2 separate regions of the Mus musculus genome follow, and region 2 is linked to region 1. Evidence: chromatin contacts called from public HiChIP or PLAC-seq data. All regions are on one chromosome and are shown on one strand. Each heading gives the region's core, a stretch centred on a gene start, on an enhancer-like site or on the middle of the called end of the contact. The rest is flanking DNA. Distances are from core to core; before and after follow the strand shown.

Evidence for each region. HiChIP or PLAC-seq counts read pairs in DNA pulled down with a chosen protein or histone mark.
Region 2: a contact with region 1 is called in an H3K27ac HiChIP or PLAC-seq map of embryonic stem cells, with 11 read pairs. The contact joins two enhancer-like sites. A contact is called at or near these places in 1 of 15 datasets of contacts at CTCF or cohesin (the NIH/3T3 cell line), 21 of 484 Hi-C or Micro-C datasets (Sertoli cells, bone marrow-derived macrophages, brown adipocytes and 4 more), 6 of 115 datasets of contacts at active chromatin or transcription factors (embryonic stem cells and pancreatic cancer cells) and 1 of 9 other capture datasets (embryonic stem cells).

The regions. Positions count from the first base shown.
Region 1 is chr13:97,518,154-97,523,044 of GRCm38.p6, forward strand. It overlaps Gm41030 (a long non-coding RNA gene), which reads right to left. Exons shown (of 3, transcript XR_001781023.2): 3 at 2,697-2,780. Among named protein-coding and RNA genes, the nearest start is that of Gm41030, 6.6 kb to the right of the region's middle. Within about 2 kb of position 2,983, at least 3 of the 459 cell types and tissues checked have an H3K27ac peak or open chromatin away from gene starts, as enhancers often do. A contact at or near this core is called in embryonic stem cells, where this site is marked.
Region 2 is chr13:97,598,751-97,603,641 of GRCm38.p6, forward strand. It overlaps Gm34087 (a long non-coding RNA gene), which reads right to left. Exons shown (of 5, transcript XR_873831.2): 5 at 3,860-3,938. Among named protein-coding and RNA genes, the nearest start is that of Gm34087, 22 kb to the right of the region's middle. Within about 2 kb of position 2,776, at least 9 of the 459 cell types and tissues checked have an H3K27ac peak or open chromatin away from gene starts, as enhancers often do. A contact at or near this core is called in embryonic stem cells, where this site is marked.

The DNA.
Region 1 (4,891 bases), core at 1,733-4,232:
TTCTTGCAGACACAGTTCTAGAGGATCGGATGGCATCTGGCCTCTGGCCTCTGGGACACTTGCATGCACAAGCACAAATCTACACATTGACACACATACATACACATAATTAAAAAAAAACAAATCTTAAAAAAGAAAAAAAATTGAGAGTATCAAAATAAATCAACAAAATAGCATTAAAAACAGAAAAATGTATCACACATTTTAAAAAGGTTTATTTATTTTATGTATAGGAATACATCATAACTGTCTTTAGACAATACCACAAGAGGTCATTGGATCCCATTATAGGTGGTTGAAAGCAACCACGTGGTTGCTGGAAATTGAACTTGGAACCTCTAGAAGTGCTCTTAACTGCTGAGCCAGCTCTCCAGCCCAAACCATTTCTTTACTATATAAATACATTATTAAAAAAAAATCAGTGGAAGCTAGGTGGTGGTGGCGCATGCCTTTAATCCCAACACTAGGAAGGCAGAGGCAGATGGATCTCTGTGAGTTCAAGGCTAGCCTGGTGTACAGAGTGAGTTTCAGGACAGCCAGGGCTACACAGAGAAACCCTGTCTAGAAAATAAAAAAAATAGGTGGAGAGTTGGGGGACATAGCTTAGTCAATAAAGTGCTTGTTGTGTACACACAAAGGGGCCTGAGCTCAAAGTCCAGAACCCAATTAATAAAAGCCAGGCATGGTGGTGTGTGCTCTAATTCCAGTCCTGAGGAGACACGGTGGTCAGCTGATCCCGGGGTTCCCTGGCCTGTCATCCTAGCTCCCTTCAAAGTCCCAAGTCAATGAGAGACTGTCTCAAGAATACAAGGTACCTAGGGGGCATCAGCCACAATGGTCTCTGGTCTTTACGTACACATGAACATATGTGTACTTCTCATATGCGTGCACATGAACATATGTGTACTTCTCATATGCGTGCACATGAACATATGTGCACTTCTCATATGCGTGCACATGAACATACGTGCACTTCTCATATGTGCATCTATACACGCATAGAAACATCAGAGTAGAAAAGATAAGTTATTAAATTTATAGTGCTAAAGCAATTTTCAACTGGAAAATGTTCCTAACATCATATACGAAAATAAACACAAGAAAGAAAATTCAAAACAATGAGAACAAAATGTAGATTTTTTTTTCAACACCATTATTTAGACTTTCCTCTACCTCAGGAATGAGAAGGCTTTCTTTGAAGTAGCAAAAAGTATATGCTGGGAAAAAAAAGGACTCGGACATTTGACTATATTGAGTAAACCATCTCCATATGGCCACATGCATAAAGGAAAAGAAAATACATATTAGATAATAGAGAACAGAACAGAAAAAGGCAATTAAAACAAGAAATTCTCAATGGTAAATGAACATAATTTTAAATTATCTACCTGGTGTTAAATGTGTCATCTCAGGCCACAGGGTGAACTTAAAGATACAAGGCATGTGCCGAACAGTCACAAAAAAAGATGCAATTCTTCTGGCTTCTTGGTGACTGGAATCGCCATGACAACCTTAACACATCTTTTGAATGAGGGAAAAGTTTGTATATTTTGAAGTCCATTGGTTGAGCTAATATATAATATATAATAATATATGGACCTGAACTTAATCTTCACTTTTTTTTTTTTTTTTGCTACTGTAAAGACACTTTGTCCCCTGATCTGTTTGAAACAGATCAGCTATTAAAGACGAAAGGGTACAGATGACATCTGTCCCCCCACTCTGAGATGGGCGGAAGCTCCCTCTTAGCTCTGTGCTGTCTTGATCATGTGGATTCCAGGGAAGCACTCCAAGCTTTGCTGTATACCAGCACTTGCACAGCCCTGGGCTGTCTTTGCCTTCCATGGTGATTTTCATGTCCTGTTGGTAAGCGGTGGGAAGCCTTCTCCTAGACTTTGATAAGGCTGGCCCTGTACTTTCAGCCCGTGACCATATGCAAAGGCCAGACTACACAAAGAGACAAAATAAATGGCTTTTCCTGTCACTGGAGAGAGAAGAGGCTGAAGACAGACTTGCTTTCTTTGCAAGATCTTCCACTTATTATACAACCCAAAGCTTTCTGCGGTCTGATGCTGGAAACCGTAATGAGCACACTGCAGGGAAACCATTATAAACAGGTATAAACGAGTAACTGATCAATACTAATCAGTAAGCATAACCTCACTCAAGTTCTGGCCATATGGAGGGGTAGATTATCATTTTTTAATGTCCCAGGGAGGAGTCAGAGAAACACAAGATGTTCCCGGGCTTGCAGTAAAGAGAGGATGTAAAGGGACTCTCAAGCCCTTTAGAGGTGCATGTTGTATGCAAGGTCTCAAATGAGAAATTATTTGGAACTTAATGTGATAGCTCCAACACGCTCACTGAAAATACTGATACTTTGTTAAAGAAGTAGGTTAAAAAGGAAGTAACAGGCTAGAGAGATGGCTCGGTGGTTAAGAACACCAACTGTGCTGGGCCGTGGTGGTGCACGCCTTTAATCCCAGCACTTGGGAGGCAGAGGCAGGCAGATTTCTGAGTTCGAGGCCAGCCTGGTCTACAAAGTGAGTTCAGGACAGCCAGGGCTATACAGAGAAACCCTGTCTCGAAAAAGCCAAAGCCAAAAAAACAAAAACAAAAACAAACAAAAAAAATAAACAAACAAACAAAAACACTGGCTGTTCTTCTAGAGGACCTGAGTTCAATTCCCAGCATCCACCCGTAGGTTCCCAACATTCTCTAACTCCAGTTCCAGGGTAGTTGATGTCTTCTTCTGAACTCCATGGCCATCAGGTGCACACCTGACACACAAATAAAGGAATGAATAAATACACATTTTAAAAATTAAGCAAGACAGGAGAATTGAGAAGACAGAATATGGAGGATAGATGTGGGAAAGAGGGAGGAGCCATCCAGAAATCACTAGAGAGTGAAACTCGGTTTAGCTCCTAGGTCACATGACAGGCCTCTGTTGAGGCTGAGTTGGTTTCTAAGGTGTGGCTGACTTGAAGGATTCCTGGGGATGTATGTATCTGTTCATCGGAGAGCAGTGGGGCCCTTAACATGGCGCCTGCTCCCGTGCCGGCCACAGGCTCTGCTACGCCCCCTTCAGGTCAGAGTTCAGACCTAGTTCAGTGGCGCTCTGGAGTGAATAAGCCGAGGTCTGGAGTGAATAAACAAATAGACGTAGATGTTATCAAGAGGGATCTGTTAATATGACTTCCAGCTGTATAGGTTGGGTAGCCCACAATGGCCTGAATGCTGAAGAGGCTAGAATTTCAGTAGTAGCCTAGCCCTGTGTAGCTGGATGGCGGAGGCAGCTGGGGCAGCTACAACAGCAACAGATCCATACAACGGCCAGAAATGAAGGGGCGCAAGCAAGCAGTAAAGGGCTGCGCCCTGTGATTTCTTTGTGTTTGGGCTACTTTGCATTTGATACCCCTCACTCTGGGGAACAGTCTGCTACCCTCAGACAGTCCTTCCTGGAAACGATACAGACCTCCTCAAAGATACGTCTCTTAGCTGATTTAGATGCCATCAATTTTATGATCATGATTTGCCGTCACATCTGGGTTTTAATCTGGATTCTACCACTGGACAAATCAGTGGGCCACTGGATAAGTCACTTTGGCCTTGAAGCCTATTTTTTCTTGTTTACAAATATAAGCTTTATAGCCCCTCCCACCCAGACTTGAGAACATATGGGAGGGGGGAGAGAGAGAGAGAGAGAGAGAGAGAGAGAGAGAGAGAGAGAGAGAGATCTTCCTTTTATATGGATAGTGCCATAACCACAGGTAAAGGTGGGAGGTAAGCCAAGTGGATTCTGGGAATATGGTGACTGTTGCCTTGGCAACAGGTGTGAGGGTCTCCCTGTCACCTAGATGTGATATCACTGGGTTGGGAGATCCTGATACCAGCATGGGTGACTTCTGGCCAGGTCTTTTTGCCCTCCTCACCCAGCTCAGGTCTCCAGAGGCTGCCTAGGCTGCTCATGCTAAGCTTACCATGGGTCTGGGTTTACCGGATTCACAGCAAGGGCGGGGCAGCTGGAGTGGGCTGCCCAATACCAGCAGAGGAACAAATCATCGAATGTTAAAATAATGACAAGATCATGTGACGTGGGATCTGCTTATCACCAACTCTAAATAGTGTAATAAGGAAATATTTGGGGGGCCTGGAGAGATGGCTCAGTGGTTAAGAACACTTGCTGCTCTTGCGGAGGACTTGTATCTAGGTCCCAGCACCTACGTGGGTGCTCATAACCGTGCTTTGAGTCCCAGGGCATCAGTCATGCTCTTTCGGCCTTTTTAGGCATCAGGTATGCCTGTGGAGCACATACATACATTGAAGAAAAACACTCCTACACACAAAATGTAGATAAGTATTTTTTAAAGGAAGAAAATATTATTGTCTTGGAGAAAAATTTAGCAATTTAACTAGTGCATAATAGAGGTCATTACTACTAGGATCGAATGATGCCTATGTGGCTATACATAAATGTATCAAATCAGCACGTTTTACTATAAGTCTTTTGGAAAGTATATTTTTCGTGGATGCTAATCCAAAGGGTGCCTGCTTGTGTCGAAATAAGCTTGCTTTCATTTGGAAAGTCTGCTCATGATGGTTTGGAAGCCTCGGAGTTCACACTGCCCCTTGCCTGTGTTTGCCTGTGTTACAGCAGTAGATTTGAAACAATGACCCCGAAGGACAAAGAAACAGAACTGGAAGTGCCTCCGTTTTTATTGTCCTGTGTGAGCTGCTGGTTTGAGTTAAAAAATGGGGAAACAACTTTCAGGTTGTTAATTACATTCTCGCTGACTAGATGACCTTTTCTGCTAAGTGTGGTGTATCTATGGGTTAATTATGTGGTGTATTTATGGAGTATGACACATTTGTTAAGTGTGAGCTAATC
Region 2 (4,891 bases), core at 1,526-4,025, 80 kb after region 1:
AAAGCAGAGAATCCTGTAGGGCCTAGCAAAGACTTTTATCTCTCCGCTTCATTTCTCTAGGGAGTCTTAACTGCTCCAGATTCAATATCACCCTTGAGTGACTGGGAAGCAGCAAGTGGTCAAATTATTTTCACTGTCTGTATGGAGTCCCTGGTGTACCAGGAGGCCGATGCCTCCAGAGAAGACCCACAAATGACTGTCACGCACTGTGGGGGCCACAAGGAAGCAGTGTGCACACTGGCCTGGGAAAACAACACGCCAGAGTAACAGGGGTATTTTGCAAGCTTTTAGTTGATTCCTCATAAGGGCAAAGTCTAATTGCATCTCAGATATCAAAGTTGTGCTGCACAGAGCCCACTGTAGCCCTTAAAAAAATTTATGTTCTGTTTAGCAGGGCCAGCAGGTTCAGAGCCACGGTCACCGGCTGCCTAATTACTCTTGCGTGGTTCCCTTCACCCCACCCTTCCATTTGCTGCAGTCAAGAGTTATGGCTCTGATCATTCCAGGCTGTTTCTTGAACGTAACTGGAAATATTACACAGTGTGACCGCCTCCCTTCTGGGACTGGAATATGAGATATTGTGTAAGCTTGCCTCACATCCTTCAGAGCACATGGAGGTGGGGACTTTCTCCTGACAATTCCCACACTCTGTCCCCTTGAGTGTGCCAACCCCTTCTTGCAAGTCTGAATTCTCTTCTCACATTCAGAATGATAACAAAAGCACAGACCCAGTGGGCACGCTGGCTCTTAAAATCATGCTGACATTCAGAAAACGGAAGCAGGAAGAACATGAGTACAAGGCCAGCCTGAGCAAGAGAGTGAGAACCCATCATAAAAAAAAGACAAGAAGAAGAAGAAGAAGAAGAAGAAGAAGAAGAAGAAGAAGAAGAAGAAGAAGAGGAAGAGGAAGAGGAAGAGGAAGAGGAAGAGGAAGAGGAAGAGGAAGAGGAGGAAGAGGAAGAGAAGGGGAAGAGAAGGAGGAGGAGAAGAAAGGAAAGAGAAAAGAAAACCTGTTTCTTAGCTCTAGCATGAGTGGTCCTACTTTGCAGTCTCTTGAATTTTAAAAGACAGACACAGACATAACTGGTCCTCAACCATTGCTTCATACCAGTGGTCTTCCTCTTTAATACAGTTCCTCATGTGGTGGTGATCCCCAACTATAAAATTATTTTTGTTGCTACTTCATAACTGTAATGCTGATGCTGTTATGAATCATCATGTAAATATCTGATATGCAGATGGTCTTAAGCCCCTGTGAAAGGCTCATTCAATCCCCAAGGGGACTGTGACCCACAGGTTGAGGGCTGTTGCTTTATACCAATCTGAAGGCAGACATGCATCTACAAGCTGACCAATAGTAATATTCTGAGTTCTCACAAGGCAACTCTTTTGCAAAAGCACAGCATGGCCTGGAGCAATAGGCCTTTCTGTTTCAATAGCCAGGACCAAATGGCTAGGTCTAGGTGGATCCTGGAGTGCAGTCTTGGAACAGCCCACCAGGGCCTCAGTGCAGGTCTCCATGCTTTGTTCAGACATCTCCCTGCTGTGCTCCGAGAAGCTGTAGGGCACATTCATCCGCCCAGGCTCGAGGCCTTGCCTCACACTCGGCTCCTTTATCGTTTCAAGAGATTTGCACTGTGGAGGTCAAAGGGAGCAAGCCGGGCCAGGCCCCACCTCAGCACCAGCCAAAGTTGCTGTCAGCACCAGATGGAGAAATCGTCAGCCCAGCCAGGTAAGAGGCCAAGGGAAACCTCTGCCTCATCAGAAATACTTTGCATTTTTCCTCCTCTTTTTGCAGATGAGCAATGGTGAGAGATGAGTTCTGCCTTCTGAATGTGACTTCGTGGTCCATAGTGTAAGTGTGCATTATGCAGATGTTCTAAATGCATCAACACAATTCTCCAGAAAGCCCTGGAGACTAAGCTGCCTTGGGATTTTGCCACCGTAGGGTGCTCAGAGTCACACGAGCACACGGATTTACCAGTATGAAAATTATAGCAGACATCCACCAAGGCATCTGCTTTGCAAAGAACCTAAACACTAGATGCTATATCTTCTTGCATATCACCGCAGAATTAAGACTCATCTTTCTCCTTTCTGTTTATCCAGTCTGTTGGGTAAGTAGAATTGGCTAAACCAATGTTCTTCCCTTCATCAGCTCAAGTGACTTGTAGCTTCTCCCTCTTCTTTAAGGGAGGCCGTGCTGGCTCCTTGTTTTGGATGATTCTCTTGAGAGCCTTTCAAAGAGCCTGTTCTATTCTTTTTTTTCTCTCCACACAAGAACGAGTGCCATCTTCCTGCTTAGAGTGTCTTCCATGGTCTGAGGCCCACTGGAGAGCTTCCCTGGGAAACTTTTCCCCAGGTGTCTTGGGACATGAGGGAGAGAGACAAGGTAGAGAGAGGGGTGGAGGAGGGGCACCGGCTTTTATAGGAAAGTGGAGAAAACTCACCACACAGTTAATTAGAAAGTGCCATGAAGCAAGTCCAAACTTTATGGCTTTCCTAGAATTGATGACGGCTTCTAACTGGGCCTGCCCGCTCCCATGCAGGTGTGTGCAACCTCCAGGTCCATATGGTTTTTGGCTGCCCCGGGCCTCATTCTTTGTTTAGCCCAGGATCCTGTAACTGAATATCGCTTAATAACTTTTTGTAATAATGTAGCTTGAATCAGCTTCTAGGTCCAACCAACCTCTGCTTCCTACAGACTCCCGCTGTCTTCCTGGCACACCTGCAGGGAGACACAGCCCCTTGGTTGCCCCTAGGGCAATAGCTTACAATAGTCTTAGGCTTACAAAGAGGCAGCTGCGGGTTCAATGAGGGAGGAGGCCAGGGTATAGAGCTTACTCTCTAGAAGTAATTTGTTTCACTTAGGACCTGCCAGGAGGGCTGGAGTCCTGTGACTTGAAAAAAAAAAGCCAGAGTTTTTTTTACTAAAATAAAAAAAAATTATGGTAATGTATAACACACAAGCAAGCCCTGGCTTATACAATCTGATTTATAGGCACCCCTGAAGGTCCAGGTCACTTGGGAGCCCGAGAATGGTGGGGCCAGCCTTATTACCAAAGAAATTCTCTCCTTTCTCCATTTGTTGTGGTCCTGATACCCTCCCCTTCAACCCCTCTGCCCCACCTCCTTAACTAAGGGCATCACACTGGGAAAAGTCCCTTGTGGCTGCAAGTCAGACTCAGCTGGATTCCTGGTCTTAGTCCTGCAATGAGGCAAGCCTGGAGTTCCAGAAAGTGGGTGCTCATTTGATTCTTTTGGGTCTTTCTGAATTTCAGAATGTCTAAGGAGCTTTTGAAGGATACCGGTACCTGGTCTCACTGCGCTAAATAAAAAGTGTTCTGGTGAGTCCAGAGAGTCCTTGGCTGGGCAAATGATTCTCCTTGGGAACTCCCTTCAAGTAAGGTGCAGCCATGGTCACTTGTTGTGCTTTGACGTGTTTCCCTATGCCTTCTGTCCTCAGGGGTGGGGGTGGAGCTTGCTTGAGCCTATAGTGCATCCTTTGTGCCACAAAACACAAGAGCAGGTGATAGGAGGGAGGGAGGCACAAAACTGCACTTTGGTAGTTATCTAGGACTCTAAAAATAGACGCAGAATCAAGAAAGAAATAGACACATGTGTTCTGTCCCCAAAGTCCTGAGCAGGGAGCAGAGGGTCAGACATGTCCCAGAGGGTCAGCAAATGTTCCAGGAAGCCCTTACCCATGGAAGGATGCTGCCATTCAGCTGGACGGAGGCAGACTCCATGACCCTTTGGGGCTGGAGATGGAAGAACAGAGCACGGGAAGGGGTTTCACCTTTTTTGTGTTTACTCCCATCATAACGCTGATCGTGCCCAGTCCCAATCTGCACAACAGTGGCAGCTATACTAGAATTTATTTACACATGAGGACTGAAGAATCATGCTATCCATCCATTTGTATTATCTCACCACATCTGAAAAAAAGAAAGAGATAATTGATGGGTATTGATGTGTTTTATAAAACCAAGAATATGTTCTGTAGGGCACAGTATGGTGCCGTGGGAGGAGGTAACTCAGTGGGCCCATGCTGAAGCATCGTACCAGTCATATAATGGGTTTAGTATACAATAGAGTTTATTTGGGGGTGTGGGAAGGGGAGTTGAGACAGGAGTAGAGGCAGAGAGAGAGAGAGAGAGAGAGAGAGAGAGAGAGAGAGAGAGAGAGAGAGATCAGAGAGAGAAAAGGGGCAGAAGGGCAGATAGAGTTAGACATTGAGGGAGAGGCCAAACAGTCCCTTTTATAGCAAGCCAGGCCTATGTGGTTGTTGCTAGGTAACTGTTGGGCCGGATCGTACAAGGAATGCCAGCATTCCTCCATTTTAGTTTAATTTAAAAAGGAGAATCTAGAAAGAAGTGGTGGTGAAACAGGAATAGGGTCATTGTGATCTTTAGCTACTTCTTGCTGACTTTGGGGTGACATGTCTCTGGGGAACCTAAGAAAATGGGAGTGGGGGTGCTGGTCCAGTCTTAGGAGAGTTAGCTGCTTCCTTGCTGTCTAAGATCTGTGGAACCATTTTTAGGTAGGAAGGTGCAGGTCCAGTAGAAGCGTCTGTGTCTGTGAGAGCAGGCTGGAGCATCTGTGGCTTGCTTCTCAGGAGCTGTCCTGGATGTAGATTTTTAAAGCTGTACTTGCTAAGATGCTTAAACACACACGCACACGCACACACACAAAGAAAATAAAGTTAAGTAGATTTGGGAGAAAAAACTTTTCTTAGGTGTACATTTGAAACCCTTAGGTCTTGGTGGTTGAGATGAGGGGAGTCCCCAAACCAGGGAACAGGAGGGAAATGCCACCCTCTGGAATAGGTAACAGGTAGAAACTCAGACTATTAGTTGGTGGATGTTCATATCTGGATGGAGTCTATTTG